Regions from separate parts of the Mus musculus genome. Here regions 2 and 3 are each linked to region 1. A link is a contact called in public Hi-C and Micro-C data. All regions are on one chromosome and are shown on one strand. Each heading gives the region's core, a stretch centred on a gene start, on an enhancer-like site or on the middle of the called end of the contact. The rest is flanking DNA. Distances are from core to core; before and after follow the strand shown. Region 1 overlaps Thsd4 (thrombospondin, type I, domain containing 4). Region 2 overlaps Lrrc49 (leucine rich repeat containing 49). Region 3 holds the start of 9230112J17Rik (RIKEN cDNA 9230112J17 gene).

Region 1 (3,956 bases), core at 446-2,945:
ACGTGTCTTGTGAGGTGTAGATTTTAGTTACTGTTTTGCGTGTGGTGCCTCAGTTACATTTTTTCTGTTGTTGATGGTCTTTGGGACTTTGTTACTGTAGGTGCATAGTAGGACCTTCTGTGCTACTCTGTAGAGTATTTCCTTATTCACATTCCCATCTATATGTTTTGAAAGACAAGTAAAACACACAGGCATTTTAGGGTCAGGAAAGACAGCCTGTTCTTCCCTGTTAGCAAGTATGCTCTCACAGACTTCTAGTGCAATCTCTCTTCTCTCTGTCTCTTGTCTCTGTGTCTCTGTCTCTCTGTCTCTCTGTCTCTTGTCTCTGTGTTTCTGTCTCTGTCTTTACATCTTTGTCTTTCTGTCTCTCTGTGTGTTTGCCTGGATCTGTTTCTCCCTCCCCTCCCTCCCCTCCCTCATTCCCTCCTTCTCTCTCTCTAACCGAGGCTGGTGCCAAATTTGAACTGCTCCTGCCTCAGCCTCCCGACTGCCTAGAATACAGGTAGGTATACCAGCCTGGCTATAAACTTTTTAATTTATGTTGTATTTTTACTTGATTTTGAAAAATGAATTTCCCAAGGCTTTTAGGGTAGCAATTTTCCAGATGGCAAAATGAGATAGGCTAGATCAAAGGTCAGTGGACAGTTGCAGCTAAGCATACATAAATAATCCTGTGTCTACCTGGTTTTAGAACAAGCTAGATTGTGGTGGGGGAAACCACTGCGCCTTTGGACAACATGGATCTCAGAGTCATTTACTGTCTTTCAGGAAGCAGGTAGTGTCTATCTTCTTATGTCGTATTTTATCTCATATGGGTTGTATTGTTTTTATTTTATGTGTATGGGTGTTTTGCCTACATATACATCTGTACCATGTACATACCTGTACCATGTACATGCCTGATACCTTGGGAACCAGAAGGGAGTCTTGGATCCCTGGGACTCCTTGTGAGGTGCTCTGTGGCTGCTGGGAACGAAACCTGGGCCCTCTGGAAGAATGATAGAAACTCATAACTGCTGAGTCCCCTCTGCAGCCCCAGGATCATAGCAGTTTGTCTGCAGTATCTATCTGTCTTCTGAAGAATCAGAAATCGCTTTCTCCCCTCTACTTTCCTCCTACTTCCTGGGGAGATGTGTGTCAGACTAGCTGGCCAGTGAGTCACATGGATCCAACCAATGTTTCCACCTTACCAGAACTGGAATTACATGCACGTGCCATCATACCTGGCTTTTTGGAAAAGCCTGGTTTCTGAAGGCCAGACTTGGGTCCCCATGCTTGCAAAGCGAGGACTTTACCACCTGAGCTCAGTCCCCAGCCTAAAGCATACCCACCCTCTAGTGCTCCCGGTCAGTTTCTAGAAAGTTCACGTGTGTATGATGTGAACTTTCAAATGCAATATAAAATATCACACAGTGTCTGCTGGGTTAGTGGTACTTGTTTGTGAGGAAATGCTTTATAAAAATAGACATTTGGTCCCCACCCCCGCCCCAGACTGCACCTGGGATCCTGTAATGTTTCAGCAGTGGCCTGAGTCTTAATGTGCGTTTCAGTCTTTGTAGATAGATCATGTCACACGTCAGCTGAGACTTTGGGAGCTTAAAGGCAGGACATGTTTTACAGGGTTCACGCATGATGTTTTCTAGAATTGGTTGGCAGCGACATCTAGTGGTCAGAGGCAAAAGTGCACATCCTTTAGAGCTGCCCAGAAGGAAACTATCATAAAGTACTGTTTTCATTGAGAGATGGCAATAGACTAAATAGAGCAAATGAAATAAATGGAACTAGATTTCTGTGGTTAAGAACTGGGTGAACTTCTAACTAGAAGAGAAAATTCTCCTTATGACAACACCAACTATGCTGAGCCGGGGGATGGTGGTAATGATGGCTGCAGTTGTAGTGACAGAAGGCAAGTGATGGTGTAAGAATGTGTCTAGGTTCATCTGTGGGGTTAGCAATAACTGGTGGCTAGGCATGGATGTTTTCCTGGGTACCATGACTAGATTCTGGGATCAGAGAGCCTCAGGAACCACCTTATGACATACAGAGAAATACAGGATGTGTGAGTCTCGGACAAAGGGAGCCAGTTGCTGCTACGGTCCTAGAGTAGGGAAGGCTGCTGGCTGGCTGCAGAGGAGGAGAGGCAGAGCAGGGGTTGGGGGAGTTGGCCTTGAACAGCCTAGGGGAGAGTGGACCACTTGTCCTGAACAGACACAATTGACATTCAGTAGGGATAATTCACACTGCCCTGCCCAGGTTTAACTGCTCTGAGCCTCATTTCTCACTCACGTAAAGTGGGGTTGGTAACGTAGCAGCCCTGCAAGGTTGTGAAGATTAAACCAGAAGCTGCACATAGATCCTTGTCTCATCTGGCCTTGTTACTCTCTGAAGGACGGAGTTGAGAAGAAGACGAAGAACGGGACCCAGGGAGCAGCTCCCTCTAACTGTGTTATCTTCCACACAGGCAGAAACTTTCCGGGAGCTTTGCAGGGAGGCTGGCTGGCACGGCTACTCTGCGTCTCTGGCTCCAGCCCCATTAGTCTCCCACGATCCCTTCAGATCTTTCACACACCTGAGCACCCTGAGAAGCCGTGATCAGGTTGAAGGCAGAACATTGATCTTAAGAACGTAAGAACTGTTGTTAGAATTGATCATTCTGCGGAGATTGTTAATACGCAGAGATCATTGATACACAGAGAATACAGGGGTGGAGGCAGAGAGGCCGATATTTACCCAGCCTGGGCCAACTGTCCCTACACACGTTCTTTAGGTTTGAAGTCTTTCAAAGTACAAAGTTGGACAGGGGAAAGTGGAAGGTTTGCCATTTTCCTTCCTGCCTAAAGTGTGTCTTTAGTGGAGGGAGGTTGGGCTGGAGCCCTGAAGCCTGTCCTGTGTTCTTCCCCTTTCTTGTCTGACTTCTCTGGGTTTCCTAAGTACTGTTCAGAACCAGAACATGATGAGCTGTCCAAGCTCTTGACCCAGCTTGCCCTCCAGCTCCCAAGCAGGAAAACAGAACGAAACAACAGTGCTGTAAAGCAAAACACCTAGCTCACGCCCCAGTATGGTCACTGTTGGGCCCCCTGCTGGCAGTTTTCAGAACTGCGCCAGCCTGACTTTTGTTTGTTGTTTGTTTGGTTTTTTTTGTTTGTTTGTTTTCATTTTAAAGGGTCATTAATAAGCTGTGCTCTTCTTTGGGAAAGCATTTTTGAAATGTATGTTCAAAGCCATCCTCTGCCCCATTCCCTCTAAGGAAGCAGGCGCCACTTAACCAGCGCGCTGTGTTGGGTTCAAGCAAAATGGGGTTGCAACATGTTTCAAAGGTGTGCAACAGATGTTCTCTGAGGGCTTGCTTATTTGTTTATTTGGAAGAAAGAAGGTCTGAGGCAAAAGCTGGAAGGAAAGATAGGAACACCCTGTCAACTTAAAACCTGACAATCCCATAATCACCTAAGCTCAAAGCTTTTATCTCCAGCCGATACAGAAAGAAAGAAAAGAAAAAACACTAAGAGGTCTGGGGATGCAGCTCACTTATAGAATGCTTGCCCGGAATCAGGAGGCATTCCCAGAACTGCATGGTACTGGGCATAGCAGCAGACACCTGTAAACCCAGCACTACAAGGTGGAGCCAGTCGGATCTGGAATTCAAAGATGTCCTCAGCTACATGAGTTCAAGGCCAACCTGGGCTACATGAATAAGACCCTGTCTCAAAAAAAAAAAAAAAGGTCCTAAGAAATAGAGGGAATGCCCTCTCCAGTGTGGGATGTCTTCGCTTTCCAAAGCAGCGTTAGTACCCTGTAAGTGCATGGTGAGTAGCCAGGCAGGGCAGAGTGGTGGCACCAATGGGTCAGGGCTGTGGGTGGCTGACTGACAAGCTAGATAGGCTGGTGCACAGGTGGGGATGTTTAAATTAAACACAAGCTTGGACAGGATCACCCCTATGTTATGGATTTGGCCTAAT
Region 2 (3,956 bases), core at 962-3,461, 350 kb before region 1:
GAATATGAGAAAAGAGATTTATTTTTAAAAACCATACATACATACATACATACATACATACAGTGGATAGGTTCTGAATTCAAATCTTACTCAATGCCTTTGATTGATCAATGTACATCCCATCTACAACACACAGAACTGTTCTGGGTATAAACATCCTGAGGGTAGTGCTTGCTAAATGAACATAAGCACCTGAGTTTGGATCCGCAGCACCCATGCAGAAGCTGGCTGTGGCAGTGCACATCTAACCCCAGAGCTGAGGGACGGAAACAGGCAAATTCCAGGAGCTCACTGGCCAACCAGTCTGTCTGAAATGACAACCTCCAGGTTGAGTGAGAGCCTGTCTCAATAAAACAAAGTGAAGAAGCAACTGAGGAAGATATCCAGATGCCAATCTCTGGCCTACACACACATAGATGCAGCATGTACACACACACACACACACACACACACACACACACACTATACCCATAATCACACACATACCATACACACTCACACACACACACACACACACTCTCACACACACATACTCCACATTCACACCATACATACATATACCACACACATACAAACACACATGTACACACAGTCCAACACATAATACACATACACAAATATACTTGGTGGAGCACAAAAGATATTGAAGAGATATTGAATTAAGAAGTGATAGCTTAGACAAATCAACGGAAATTATGCTCTTCTGAATTGGTATAATATTCAGAAGATTTAATAACTTGAAAAGAAAAGGCCCTCATAAATCAGATCAAATAAATTAAAATAAAGAATATGAAGGATTTTTAATAATTTATCAAATAGATATATTTCAAACCCTTTTCCCAGAATATGATGCCCAAAGTCAGATTGGGAAAATGTATCCAAGCATGTCTGGGATGTTTGTAGAGGCAAATACACCTTAAACTCAAAGAAAATCTCTGTATTTAATGACCATAGTCATCAGATTATTGTCTTCAATCAACAGTCTACTGGCGGAAAATAAGGAGCTGCAGGGAGGCAGGTGCCTGAGTGTGCAGCTCCGTGGTAACAACGGGGGAAGGGGTGGAGGTGGAGGTGGAGGAGCACACAGTTAACATGGCACTGCTGGCCATGGAGTCACAGAGCTGACACTGACACAGAGGCACTGTCGCTAATGAGCTGAGATAGCCAAAAACTTGGTGCAACTAGAAAAATAACAAAAAAGTGAAGTTGCCAGAACATAAAATATAGGAAACTTTAACTTTTAAAAAGTAAAAAACGAGCCCATCTGTCTCCATTCAAAGCTATAGCCATACAAATAATGACCTAACTTTGTGGGGAGAGCCACAACTGTGACAACAAGCCACATAGCAAGGTGGGTCCTACATGCTGCTATCCATGATGGCTGATGCTGTGGTTCTTTTCACAGCAGCCTGGCGATGCTAACACACTTGCTGTAGCCATGCCCTTTTTGTTTGTTTGTTTGTTTAAAGATTTATTTATTATACATAAGTACACTGTAGCTGACTTCAGACGCACCAGAAGAGGACATCAGATCTCATTAGTGGTGGTTGTGAGCCACCATGTGGTTGCTGGGATTTGAACTTAGGACCTATGGAAGAGCAGTCAGTGCTCTTACCCACTGAGCCATCTCTCCAGCTCTAGCCATGCCTTTCGACTTAGCTGTTTCACTGAGCAGAATTTCTTCCTAGAAATTATTTCACATGAACATAAATATGTGTCGAGGATTTCTCTCATGGCCTGTGTTTATAACAAGTAGTGAGACTAGTGGAACAAGACCAGCTACTTGTAGCTGTAAAATTGAATAGCAGTTCCTATATGAAACAGTGGGTCTGTCCTTTTGTTTATTGTTGATTTGACACAACAGAGTCACTTAGGAAGATCAACCCTCAGTTGAAGAGTGGCCTGTATCAGATGAGCCTGTGGCCATGTCTGTGAGAGATTATCTTGATTGATGGTTGATGTGGGAGGGCCCCGCCCACTCGTAAGTGGCGCCAGGCTTAGGTCGGTGGGCCTGGACTATGTAAGAAAGCTAGCTGAGCTAGAGAATAAACCAGCTAGCAGTGTTCTTCCATGTTCCTGGTTCTAGGTTCCTATCTTGAATTTGTATGCAAATTTCCACAGCTTGTGACCTAAATGGGTAAGCCAGTTAAACCCTCTCCTCCCCGAAGTGCTTCCAGTCAGTTTCTGTCACAGCAAAGAAATGTCACTAGGGCGTGTTATGATGTTCCAGAGAGGAAGTACCAGAACAGTTGTGTGGCAGGCCCCAGCTTGTGAGAGTAGGGTATACAGCTCAAAAATATCCTGGCGTTTTAAATATTTGTTTTGGGTTTTGGTTTGTTTTGGGGGTGGTTACCTAAAAATGTCAAATAAGAAAAAGGGCCAATACTGGGCGGAAGTATACAGATCTTTTAAATTGTATACGTGTGTGCTGCCTGGTTTCTCTTTAGTTTTTGTTCTGTGTGTATTGTTTTTTGGTTTTTGTTTTTAAATTTTTCTCATTTTTAAGAAGTACATTGAAAGTACTTTCTTCCTGAGTTCTAGTTAGAAGCACTGCAGGCTGCAGCGTTTTCATGCTGTGTGTTCTGCTTTAAACGTGTTTCAGCACTGCTGAACTGAAAAAGGAACTCACACTTAACAGCAAGAGCTCTGTATGCCAGACCCACTGGGGTCTGACCAAAAGCACTGAGTGGAAACGCCGTGTGTGTCTTTTCTGTATCTAATAAAAGATGAGGAAGAAAGTCATGAAAGAGGTGTCCCCAAGAGAACCTAGAAAAATCCCAGAGTTAAAGCAAAAGCAAGTGGAAGGACTCAGAAAAGCAGCCAGAAATTAAAAAACAAACAAACAAAAATAGGAAGAGGTTGATGAGAAAGCCATACTGACTCCCCAGGGTAGGCCTGCTCAACTTCAGCATGCCGGAAGTAGTCAGAGTATACCATAATGAACGGAGGTACAACATCAGGCCAACTAGATCAATATTAGAGGCTAGACCAGAGTGCCGGTCTTCATGGTGTCCAGCCCCTCCTAAAAAAAAAAAAAAAGTATTATTGTCTCTGGCGCCTGGCCATCTCATAAGTATAAGAAGACTCTTCATACCTTGAGTCCCAATGGTGTGTGTGTGTGTGTGTGTGTGTCTGTGTGTGTGTGTGTGTCTGTGTGTGTGTGTATCTGTGTCTATGTGTATGTGTTTTCTTCAATATTATTATTGTTTTTTAAAAGGTATGTTTTTATTATATGTGTATGACTGTTTCTGCCTGCATGTATGTCTGTGCACCACAGTGCTAGGCAATGGGATTCTGAGCAGGCAGCTGTTACACTCCAGGACCCCCTGGTGTTGCCCTTTGGATTGCAAGGTGCCTGTAGCCTCCTTTTAGCCCTGCCAGCACCCATGGGGACTCTCACTGCTCTCAGTTCGCTCTTACTAAAGTTAACTCCACACTTGATTTGATGTTCTAGCTAGGAACATAACACAGGTAAATAAAAGAACTAAGAGAGATCTGTGTATATGGTTACTCCAGCAAACTAATGCGCTTTGTATAAAGCTATACAGACTGTGTAGAGGTGGCCAACACCTCTTTGATTGCTTATGCTTTGATTCAGTTTTTGAATTATTTCACATTAAGGTAGAGTTCATTTAGCTTTGTTAGAAATAAATGAGGAAAATACCTAATTAAAAAAAAAAAGAAATGTTTGAGATGTGTTAGTGTTGATGATTGACAGTCACAAGAGAATGTAGGCGGGGCTAACAAGCCTTCAGTTCTAGTTGCCAGGAGGCAGAGACCAGAGGACTGAGAATTTGAGGCCAGCCTGGGCTACAGTAGTGAGACTGTGCATCAGATACCTTAAGTAGTGGAAACACTGGGGTACTAAGCTGAGCTCAAACAGCAACTATTCAAACTCAGAAATCTGGACTTCAACAAAGGCTTCACTGCCTCTGAAGTCAGCAAAAGTTGCACGT
Region 3 (3,956 bases), core at 686-3,185, 300 kb before region 1:
TCCCGGTGAGAGGCTGGAGGTAGTGGGTAGCCCCTCCCTCAACAGCCAAAGCTGAGGTACATCTCACAGCGTGCTAGAGGGTCCTCAGGTGCCCACCGCCCTAACTACCCCTCAACATACTCTTTGTCAACCGTCCTTCTACAGATCAGCACTCTCCCCCAGAGTCAAACTGCTACCATCTTCAAGAGTTCTGCTGTGCCTGCTGGCGAAAGGTCACAGCTGACACAGCTGGACCTGTTGTCTGTTCTCCTTCCCTCACCGAAGGTGGGAAGGCAGGCAGGGGATCATGGAACCCTTACCTGCGTATTCAGCCACCCTGGGCAACCAGTTACCCGAAAATCTGCCCTATTGCTTATGGCTTCAAGGTAGAAGTGGGAGGGACTAGATCAGTGGTCCTCAACCTTTCTTATGTTGCATCTCCTTGTGTTGTGGTGACACCGCCCCCCTGCCATAAAGTTATTTTTATTGCTACTTCATAACTGTGATTTTACTGTTATGAATCATAATGTAAATATCTGATATGCAGGATTGACCCCGGTGAAGGGCCATTTGGCCTTCAAAGGAATCAAGACCCACAGATTGAGAACCACTGGACTAGAGAATACAGGTGGGGAAGGACGAGGGGGCAGGGCTCCATCTATGTAGTCACGGGGAACCTGTCCTCACAGCTGGGTGCCACAGACCTTCCAGTGAGACCTGCCCATAACCCTCTCATGGGTTAATACTCTTGGGTTCCCCTGGGGAACTTTGGTGAACTGTATCTTGGTTTGTTGTCAGGACCTCAGGAGGAGGGGCAGATGCTGTTTACGTCTCTCCCAGGGAAGGACTTTTAATAATCATTTCACCTCCGCAGTCTCTCGGGCCCTCGTGAACGGAGTTCTCCAAGGTTGATTGGTTGAATTCCTGACTGAGGAGAGCCAGAACATAGTAGGTTTGTACCCAAAGGATCTTAGCTATTGTTAGACTCCTTAAATCCACGCGTGACCCGCCTCTGTGTTTTCCTAACACCCTTTGCCTTAGGTAAATCTTTTTCTGGGGCTCTAGGAGATGTACAAGCAGACCTCTATCTCCCACCAACCCAAAGGCTAGGATTCATCCAAGAGCATCCGAGACCCATTACAGACACTCCCCTGCTTTTCTGTAACCCATCTATGACATTTTTCATGACTTTTTTTTTCATGACATTCTTTGTCCTGTTCCTGTAAATACTTAATTATTTTGTCACCACATTGGACCATGGCACTGAAATAATCTGATTTAGTTTCTCAGTCACTATCACTCACATTTGGCTTCAGAATTTACCCCACCTTGTTTCCTTTGAGGTGAGAGCTGTGTTCTATACAGACACCTATGTAAACTTTATCTACTGAAGGTCTTATCTCAGGATTTGACCCAGACAGACACCTTCCTTATCTGCCCTACCAGCTGACCTGGATATACCCAGTAGTCATAAGGGAAGAGGAAGCCAGCTTCCCTCTAGACATAGACTAGATTATATCTCAGAATACTACAAGGTACAGCCTTTCCAGCGCCTTATCAAGTGCCCCTAGTCTCTCTGCGGTCAACATGTGCAGTGTGTGTGTGTGTGGGGGGGGGGGGTGGATGTGAAAATGAGGCTCATCTGAGCATGAGAAGCACCTGGCCACCTGACCATAAGGATTCCATGCGAGTCTCTGTTAGCCAGGAAGGTCTATGTAAGAACTAGGTCAGTTCTTCTTCATCAAACACCTGGCAGAGCCTCCCTCTGAATGGAAGTTCAGCCAGAATTAAGACTCTTTTTCTATTGTTAACATCTATCAAATTTTAAATGATCTAAGATAATTTTTAAGCGTAGCCGGGCTCATATTTCATACTCAGATAGATGCAGCTTGAACAGTGCTAGGCACATGATTCAGCAATTTCCCAGGGATCTTTGCTTCTCTTCTCGCAGGGATGGATTAGAAATAACCACCAGTAGTGACTCCAGAGGAGCTGGCCGTCTGCAGAGGCTGGAATGTCTTGACTACAGCTGCTGACCTGTTGCTGTACACTGCCGGTCCCCCGTGATGTCAGCCCCAGGTGGTCTTGCTTCTTCTCCAGCTCCTGAAGAAGGTAAGAACCCTCTGAGCTCCCAGGCAAGTTCCTAGGGGCAAAATAGCCTCAAATAGGAGCTCCAGAGTCACCAGAAATACAGGTTTACTCCCCAATCCCAGAACACACCCCCTTTCCCTGCAGAACACTGTTTACCCACGCCCACACCCCGGAAGCAGGGAAGCCTGTGAGTTACCTGATAAGGCTTCTGAGGGCAGAGGAGCACGCGGAAGTCCATGCCCTCTTTCCTCTCAACTCCTTCCTTTGCAATCCTTTAATGGTAGATCCACATAGCAAGACCCACAGCCAATGGCGGTGCCCTATGCACCCCTTCTGAGCCCCACCATGTTGCCTTAAAGAAACACGCCCGGAAATGGAGTTTCTTGAACGGTTCCTGGATACTTTCCAGAGGAACCCTGGCAACATGTACAAATGCCTTTTTATTTTCCAAATAAACATTAACAAATACTTTCTGCCTTTCTTTAGCACCGGGACCAGGTTTGATGAGCATTCAGGTGACAGTTTTCTGGGTTTGGGGGTGGGTAAACAGAAAGGATCGTCACATGTCATTTCTGTGGGTACTATGAATGTAGGGACGAGATCTTAGCGTTTTCTTCCAAATGAAGGAGTTTTAAGCTGGGGGTGGGGTGGGGTGATGGTGGTGGGGAATCTCCATGGAAGAGAACAAAGGAAGAAAGAGATAGATGAAGGTGTTGGGCCTTAAAAGTGAAGATCATTTAATTTGTTCCCAAACTGCAGCACATTCAAGTGTGACAGGGAGCCATAGTTGGTAAGGAGCCTGGGAGATCATCTGAAGAGCATGATTGCATTGAACAAACAGGGCATGTGGTTATGCTAACATCAGAATTAGTCTACTGAGCAGGCTGCTGGTCGTTTCTGCTATTTGTGAAGCCCTGACACAAAATTTATGACAGAAGGAGCTAGGGGTCAGGCAGTCACCTGGACACAGCCCAGGGTGTGAAGCCCTTCACTGGGAGCCCATTGTGACCGGAACTTTCTGGAACTTGTCTTTTGTGGCTAGCCATGGTCCACCTCATTCTCCTCGCCTTTATCCTTCCATGGGGTTGAGGGAGGGATGAAGATGGCAAAACAGAGATGTGCACATGCTAACCAAGTGTCCACGAAGACTTGAACATTTAATACAGTCATCAAAATAATCATTGTTTCAGTTGTTGAACTAGAGTTACAGTTCTGTGGTAAACATGCTGTCTTCTTCTTCATGTGATATTAAACTAACCAGGAGCCATATAATCTCCCCTTGTAATTTACTTAAAAACTAAAACAAATGGGGATCCATACAGCTCCAGCTAGCCTCAGACTCTCTATATAAGCAAGGGCGACCTCAGACTTCTGACCCTCTGGCCTCTGTGCCAGGATCCCAGTGTGCACCACTGTGGCCCATTTATGTGGTGCTAGCCACAGAACCCAAGGCTTTGCACATGGTAAGCAAGCACGCTGCCAACTGAGCTACATGCCTAGCTCCTTAGCTTCCTACCCAGGCCCCTTATTCTACGTCTTTCTATGTCTTCTGGGATCTTCATCCATATGTACAATAAAACACATAAAAATGTTATCTCTTAGTCCCAAATGATGGGCCATTTCAACAGGTAACCAGAAGAACGAACCTAAATGGAGTGCCTTCGAGGTCACCCTCCCTTTTTGACTCTCTAACCCTGCGTAACCTGGGCTTCTCCCAACACCACCCCTTCCTGGTTTAAACCAAACTGATTTAATCTGAGTCAGGGAGGTTTATTCAGGTTCAGATGAACAAGGCCCTGCTGCTTGCCAGAGATCTCTGAGAACCAAGTGGAAGTTGGTTTAAAACCAGTTTAAATTGGTTCCAAGCAAGTCAGACCCAACCTCCC

What was found. Hi-C and Micro-C count contacts between places; a contact is called where the count stands out from the background.
Region 2: a Hi-C map of the G1E-ER4 cell line shows a contact between it and region 1, with 5 times the contacts expected there. The contact joins two enhancer-like sites. A contact is called at or near these places in 3 of 39 promoter capture datasets (the 3T3-L1 cell line, the C10 cell line and hippocampal neurons), 7 of 15 datasets of contacts at CTCF or cohesin (the G1E-ER4 cell line, the NIH/3T3 cell line, hippocampal excitatory neurons and 3 more), 135 of 484 Hi-C or Micro-C datasets (the 3T3-L1 cell line, 3T3-L1-derived adipocytes, the AML12 cell line and 79 more), 8 of 115 datasets of contacts at active chromatin or transcription factors (PVALB interneurons, T-cell acute lymphoblastic leukemia, VIP interneurons and 5 more) and 4 of 9 other capture datasets (adipose tissue, embryonic tail, liver and 1 more).
Region 3: a contact with region 1 is called in a Micro-C map of the G1E-ER4 cell line, with 11 times the contacts expected there. The contact joins the promoter of 9230112J17Rik here to the enhancer-like site in region 1. A contact is called at or near these places in 10 of 15 datasets of contacts at CTCF or cohesin (the G1E-ER4 cell line, the NIH/3T3 cell line, embryonic stem cells and 4 more), 127 of 484 Hi-C or Micro-C datasets (the AML12 cell line, the AtT-20 cell line, the BV-2 cell line and 60 more), 14 of 115 datasets of contacts at active chromatin or transcription factors (T-cell acute lymphoblastic leukemia, astrocytes, bone marrow-derived dendritic cells and 6 more) and 2 of 9 other capture datasets (embryonic stem cells and embryonic tail).

What each region holds. Positions count from the first base shown.
Region 1 is chr9:60,242,825-60,246,780 of GRCm38.p6, reverse strand. The region is part of intron 7 of Thsd4 (thrombospondin, type I, domain containing 4); the gene reads left to right. Among named protein-coding and RNA genes, the nearest start is that of 2010001M07Rik, 89 kb to the left of the region's middle. Within about 2 kb of position 1,695, at least 3 of the 459 cell types and tissues checked have an H3K27ac peak or open chromatin away from gene starts, as enhancers often do. A contact at or near this core is called in the G1E-ER4 cell line, where this site is marked.
Region 2 is chr9:60,593,811-60,597,766 of GRCm38.p6, reverse strand. The region is part of intron 15 of Lrrc49 (leucine rich repeat containing 49); the gene reads left to right. Among named protein-coding and RNA genes, the nearest start is that of 9230112J17Rik, 50 kb to the right of the region's middle. Within about 2 kb of position 2,211, at least 12 of the 459 cell types and tissues checked have an H3K27ac peak or open chromatin away from gene starts, as enhancers often do. A contact at or near this core is called in the G1E-ER4 cell line, where this site is marked.
Region 3 is chr9:60,543,861-60,547,816 of GRCm38.p6, reverse strand. 9230112J17Rik (RIKEN cDNA 9230112J17 gene) reads left to right here and starts at 1,935. Exons shown (of 4, transcript NR_040464.1): 1 at 1,935-2,091.